2 separate regions of the Macaca mulatta genome follow, and region 1 is linked to region 2. Evidence: chromatin contacts called from public Hi-C data. All regions are on one chromosome and are shown on one strand. Each heading gives the region's core, a stretch centred on a gene start, on an enhancer-like site or on the middle of the called end of the contact. The rest is flanking DNA. Distances are from core to core; before and after follow the strand shown.

The links. A called contact is a pair of places that touch in the nucleus more often than the background predicts.
Region 1: a Hi-C map of fetal cortex germinal zone shows a contact between it and region 2, with 5 times the contacts expected there. The contact joins the promoter of STAMBP here to the promoter of BOLA3 in region 2. A contact is called at or near these places in 4 of 14 Hi-C or Micro-C datasets (blood, cortical neurons, fetal cortex germinal zone and 1 more).

Annotation. Positions count from the first base shown.
Region 1 is chr13:50,990,547-50,994,011 of T2T-MMU8v2.0, forward strand. STAMBP (STAM binding protein) reads right to left here and starts at 2,127. Exons shown (of 11, transcript NM_001260604.1): 1 at 2,085-2,127; 2 at 1,645-1,750; 3 at 97-311. The coding sequence starts at 299. It overlaps LOC106993010 (a long non-coding RNA gene), which reads left to right and starts at 2,335. Exons shown (of 4, transcript XR_013402695.1): 1 at 2,335-2,398; 2 at 2,672-2,958.
Region 2 is chr13:50,664,469-50,667,723 of T2T-MMU8v2.0, forward strand. It overlaps BOLA3 (bolA family member 3), which reads left to right and starts at 1,965. Exons shown (of 4, transcript NM_001265651.1): 1 at 1,965-2,026. The coding sequence starts at 1,973. LOC106993013 (a long non-coding RNA gene) reads right to left here and starts at 1,809. Exons shown (of 2, transcript XR_001439181.3): 1 at 1,340-1,809; 2 at 1-1,120.

The DNA.
Region 1 (3,465 bases), core at 877-3,376, 330 kb after region 2:
GATGATATTGTGAAGTTCTGTGGTTTTAGCAATTCTGAGCCAAATAGGCAAGGCACCAGTCACCAGAAAGGAAAAAGGAAACTGTAGGTGTCTTACGTGATATACTTGTTATAGAGGATGAAGGCATGTTCAATGTTGCCTTCCTCAGAGTAAATGGATGCCATTCGGATAATCTCAACTCCAGAGCGGAAGTACCGACGGGGTGGAATGTCTTCATTCACCTCTACCGCACTACCCAGCTGGGAGAGAGCCCTCACCCGGTCTTCGGGCGGGAGGCTCACATCTCCATGGTCAGACATCAGGACCAAGTTCTGAGACAGAAAAAACAGATGGCATGAATACCATTGCCCCCATCATCCCAGCACAGTCTTACAGTTTATCTCACAGACCTCTATCTTAAGAAGAAAGTATAAGAGAAACATACCAAATGCTGTGGTGCCTATTAAATAAGGACTTTCCTACAAGAAGGCTGAGACCCTCAAGGAAGTCCAAATCATAACAATGAGAGGACTGGCAGACTTGAAAACGTACAACCCCTGTGCCATAATTAGGTGTTATAAGGAGTAGAACCACAGTGGGCCAACCAAAAGCTCAGTTCAAGTTAATCAAATTCTTGCCATTAAGTGACTCTACCCACAGCACTGTAAGAGTGGGAACAGCATCTTTTATTTTCTATTATTTCTCCTTCCAGATACCCACATACCTCCACCCCAGTACCTGGCACAGTGCACTCAGTGAACTTTCGTGAGGATTGTTCACTGACTTCAAGGTTGACCATTTTTATCTAATCTGAGAGTAACTGACATCTTCTGTGGTGTCCTTTTTCATATTTGAGCGCAAGGTGAGTTAGGGGAACTGGTCTGGGAATTAATGCTCATAATTGTAACTCTGCTCACTAAACTACTATAGTCAATCTATAAAATCATTCATTTATCATTATCATGGCAAGAGATTTGAATCTTGAAAACATTTACTCATCTTCATAGACTAAACACTCTGAATAACAAAAAGGCACGATGGTAACTTGCATTGCAAAAACCCCTGGGGTCCCAAAACTCCAGTAATTCTAGTCTTTCTAGATATAGTTGCTGTTAGAATCAGACTCCAAATTCCAACCAGATATCGCCACTGTCATCTCCAAAATAAATCTGGGTATTTGACACACATTGCATTACAGCAGACCCTAATCAGTATGCTCTAGAATATACAAACTACAGTAGAATAAATCTTGGAATTCAAGGCCCTGTGGCAACTGGCCCTCCCCAACAGAGATCTTTTGCTTCAGTCAGGATTCCAATCTGCCCAGGCATCCTCACATTTCAGTTTCATTTGTCTATCCAGTTTTTCTTTTCTACTACAACTCTTCCCTCAGGGGTAGTCTTCTCTCAGTCAATTCCCTCTTTAGGTCTCTTCAATATTCGGATCACAATTCTTTCACAAAGCTTCCCCTCTAAAACACCCTCACTAAGAGCACAAAAGCCGTGAGGACTACTAAGGAGGCAGAGATAGTCCATCTCTCACGAGGCCTCTTTAGGGACTAGGAAAGCCGCAAACATATCTAAAACCTCCCCAAGTAATTAGTAAACCTAGTCCACAGTCCATGAAAGTTAACTGAAACAGAGGATGCTCGTTGCATCTCAGTACCTCTTGGGAGAGGTTCTTGTGGGTTAAGAAAGGAACCACCTCCCGAGGCCAGGAAGCGGCGCCGGTTACCACCCGGTTGAGCAATTCCAAAAAGGGGAAGCAGCATCTGCAAGTGAGGGGGGAAAGGCGGCGTGAAGGACCGAGGGGGAAAAACGAGGAGGAGAAAGGAAGTAGCAGGAATGAGCGGAGGGGGCATATACAGTGGAGAGGGCTCTATCGACAACTGTTTGAGGAACCCTCTTGAAGCCACTCAAGACCAACTTGCCAACCCCAGGCACAATCATCCAGGGTTTTTGGGATCTTTCAAACGCAGGAGGCAGGGAAGCGCTGGGCCTGGCTGGTCAGGCGCCAGCCCGCGGAGACCGAAGCCTTCGGGTACCTCGAGCGAGGCAAGCCGGGCAGGGGACTCGGGGAGAGAAGGCTGCAGGCCCCACACTCACGGCGGCCGCTCCCCTTCAGAGTCCGACCACGCTTGGAGGCCCTGCACCACCACGTTCCCGGGACCCTTCCCCACCTTTCCCAGCGGATGACACTCGGAGGTTCCGGAAACGTCACATCCGGCGCCCGCTCCGCCCACTCCCGCTCGTCTGTCTATTACATTCCCAATGATTTAGGACTTGGAATGGAGAGCTAGTAGGTGGGGCTAGAATCGGCACCTGCGGAAAATCCGACCAATGAGGAGCGAACGACACAGCGGCCATCTTGGTAAAGGAAAAGGAACAAGGAAGAAGGTGGAACTAATGACCAAGCTAAGGTTTGCTTTTAAAATTATTTTGATTTGGGGTAGCCCCTCATGACACTCACAATACTGCTGCATTTAAGGAGGGATTGCTGATCCCAGTACAACTGCAGACTTAGCTAAACTAACCAGGATTTATAAATTGGGGACAGAAAGTCTTTCGAATGTATTTTTTAGCTTGTATTATACTCTACACAAAATTGGTAGTCTTAGTTATTAGGCAATATCTAACACTAATATTATTCCTTAGGAAAGAACATAAGTCTAACTTTTTGTTTTTTTTTAAAGACAGGGTCTTTCAGTGCCACCCAGGCTGGCACAGGAGTGCAGTGGCGTGATCATAGCCCACTGTGGTCTCCAACTTATGGACTCAAGCGATCTTCCTGCCTCCGCCTCCCAAAGTACCGGGATTACTGGCGTGTACCACCGCACCCAGATGAGACTAACGTTTTAATGTCAAAAAACCTATAAAATATTCGGAAAAAAAAGAGTTTAATCTCTAAGAGCCATTGTGCAAAAGCAGTGAAGACCCAAAGATCTGTATGACACTGTTCCTGCCCTGAGACCGGGACAAGGTGGTTTTATGCATCAAATACAGAATGGCACGTTCTGCACGTAGATGTGTGTCTGTGTGAATCCATATACATCCTTTTTCCGGAAAGGTCCTACAAGCTTGCTAGTGATTCTGTCTCAGGAGACTTTGTGAAACATTAGGCTTTGGTTTAAAAGTCTAAGGCTCTGGGGGCCACTTTCCCAAAATTTGGGAGCCTTGCTGTGAGTTTGTTAGTGTGATGGCATGACGTATTATTCAAGGTCTAGCTTAAAGCCCTAATTCAGGTGTTGCCTCCTCCACCTAGCCAGCCTCCAGATCTCTCATTTCTCCCAAACTCTGTTGTGTATATATCTGTTGGAGTTAGGTGAAGTGATTCTGTGTAGTCATCAACTTTTCAGACTTAGGGTTGAAGTACTTACTTGCATCATCACCTCTCCTTCTGCCCCCAGCAAGCACTAATATGCATGGGTCTACTGTCAACTCTCATGGATCTACTACAGATAGATCTGGGAAGATAACTGTACAGGGC
Region 2 (3,255 bases), core at 715-3,214:
TATACCCCGATTCTAAACTACAAGTTGCAAAAGCAATATACCTCCGTAACAAGCCTGCATATATATCCCGATTCTAAAACAGAAGTTGCAAAAGAAAACGATCCATTTGGTTTTTTTCTTTGAGACAGAGTCACTCTGTTGCCCAGGCTAGAGTGCAATGGCGCCATCTTGGCTCACTGCAACCGCCGCCTCCCGGGTTCAAGCGATTCTCCTGCCTCGGCCTCCTGAGTAGCTGGGATTACAGGCATGCACCACCACGCCCGGCTAATTTTGTATTTTTAGTAGAGACGGGGTTTCACCATGTTGGTCAGGCTGGTCTCGAACTCCTGACCTCAGATGATCCACCTGCCTCGGCCTCCCAAAGTGCTGGGATTACAGGCATGAGTCACCATGCCCCGCCAGGATCCATTTCTTTAGTTCCAGAAAAGTCCCTCTACCAACTCTCATTGGTCTGGCTCAGATCATGGGGCCAACCCTAAGCCAATCTCTGATTAGCCAGACTTGGGTCCTGTTTCCATTCCTAGAGCTGGGGATGGGTGTGCCTCATCTAAACCATGCTGTCTGAAGAGCAAGGGAATGGTTTACCACTACTACCCTGCTTGAGAAAAAAACATTTTTTGACAGTTTAAACTGCATCATTGACTGCAATGAAGAAAACTTAGAAGTTAGCAAATCATCTCTAAACATTTTAAAGGAATGAAGCAGAAAATGTAAGACAGGCTAGTAATTGATCCAAAGGAGAAATTCTGAAGGCCAGAAGATAGGAGTCAGCTAATACTGTAATAAATAATTTAGATAATATCCATATAGAACAACTGTAGGTCCAATCCATCCGAGTGCAACGCTGAAGGGACGTATTGATTGCATAGGCCAGAATGTTGGCAAAAAGCTGATAAATCCTGCAGGGTGCCACCTGACCACGTGCTGCAAACAAATAACAGCTATAGAGAGGAGAGGCTTGGTTCAATTTCGGTCTTGACTGGTCTGAAGACTCCAGAGGCGGGACGAATTTGCGGACAGTTCTACCCCATCCCACATGGCGTCAGCTTCCCTTCCATTCTCATGACTCCATGGTCCATGGCTCCAACCTGGGCCTCTGTTAGGCTGTGTCCTGTGGCACCTTAAACTCAGGCAAATTAAAAACTGTTCGTGGACTCTACTCTGCTCCCACCTAACCCTCCATCCAAGTCATTGTCCAAGCCAGAAACGGGAGTCATCTCAGATACCTTTCCCACCCTCACCCCACATGCAATCGCTGGATTCCATTCACCTCCTAAGTGTCTCAGTTCATTCTTCCATCCCTCCCGCCACTGGTTTAGTTAGGCACCTCCATTCTCACCTGGACCATCGCTGTAGCCTCGGAGCTTCTGACTGTGTCTCTGGTTGCAGCCCCTACACGCCCTCCTCACAGGAGCAGAGCGATCTTTCTAAACTGCGAAATCAAATCCTTCCAGCACCTGGAGCGAAGGCCAAGCTCCTCAGCTTAGAAGCTAGGCTGCCAGCATGTGGAGTGGGAATGGAAAAGTACATCGGGGCACGAGGGGTATTCGGATGAGGGAAGGCCAGTATCGGTCGCTGAGACCTTAGAGTGTTTCCGAGCTGAGGAGGAAGATATTCACGCGGGCAAGGGGACCCCATCCGTGAAACAGGCCCTGGGGAGGCTGAAGGAGCGCGGCGCGAGCGAAGGCAGAGGGCGGGGCCCCGAGGCCGGCAGGCGCTGCAGTGTCGGGGGTGGCGAGTCAGCCAGGGCCAGGGGAGGTCTGGGCTGGGCCGGGAGGCCGGCAGCCTCCGGGGGCGGAGCCAGGCGACAGGAGGCCTCTGGGGCGGGGCCTTGAGGACTGGGGCGGGGCCTGGAGGCTGATGGCCTCCGGGCGGCAGGGGGCAGCCTCTCCCAAGGCGGCGGCTCTCGGTTCCCTGCTCCGCGTCTTTCGGGCATACAGTGACCTCGGGCGGCGGGTCGCGTCGGCCGGGCATGGCGGCATGGAGCCCGGCCGCGGCAGCGCCTCTGCTTCGCAGGATCCGCGGGGTGAGCGCGGGCAGGGTCGGGGCTGCTCTCCCCGCGACGGGAGCTGCGGAGGGACAGCGGGTCCGGCGGCTGTCGGGGCTTGAGGAACAGCTCCCGGAGGGCGCGCGCAGCACCTGCAATGGGGGGGCTCCTCTTCCTTTCTCTCATTCATTCATTCTTTCGTTCATTCATTCACTCAGCGATAACGGCATTCGAAATTTCAAGCTCCAGCGCGCTCTGGGGGAGCTCCCGAGCTGGATGGAGGTTGAAGGTCAGGCGGACGAACACATGAACAGTCATAGTACAGCGGGCAAAAGATTGATTTACGGAGCAGAAGAGAGGAGTCATAGCCCCAGAGTCAAGGCGTGGGTGCGGGGGACTGCAGCGGGGCCGGGGCCTTGGGAAGGTCGACTGGGCCTCTGACCTTGATCCTCCTCCAAATCCCACACTACCGGAGCAGAACCCAAGCAGGGGGCACTTCCCACGCGCTGTCCTAATCTCTCCCCGTTTCTGATCCATCCTTTGCTTCAGCTCATACCCTTCTTTCTCTTTCCTTTCATTTTCCTTCTCCCCTGGTTCTGAACCTGCTTCTCCTGTGCATGAAAAGAAGTTCTTCCACTGCGGTGACTTTCAGCATGGACAGTGATCATCTGGGGATGTCAGTTGATTGTTCCACTAAAGGCCGCTGCCCACAGATCCACTAAGATAAAAGGCTTCTCCCAAGGATTCTGCAACGCTCACCACTCTCACCCCTTAGTAGCTGCCGATTCTGCCTGCCATCTGGTTACTCTCCGCCTTTACCCCCAAGATTGTGCCCCCAGAAGCAGCTCCATCCCACCCTCACTCCCAGCAATCCTGCCCAGCCTCTGAACATCAAGTTTCTGTCCCTCCATACAGACCATCACACTCTGGGCCTTTCTCCCGTCCTGCATTTCTGTCCCTAATTGAATAGTTCTTCCCCTGCTCATTCATTCATCCGGCACCAAGTGCCTCTGAGAGCCTGCCCTGGGGTCAGCTCTGGGATGCTGCCGGACTCATTTCTGGCCTGTAAGACCAGTGGTGAGAGAGCCAGTGCACAGCTCATTTTAAAGGAGTGGTGCTCTGAGATTCTGTGACACAGGACCCTGCTCTGAGCTTTCAGGAAGGACTGAGGGGTAGAGGGGTGGGACCTTCAGCACCAGCACCCATGAACGGCCCTGGTGTCCTCCAACCTGTCATCTACGTCTAGTCAAGGACCAGTGCCCGGTGCT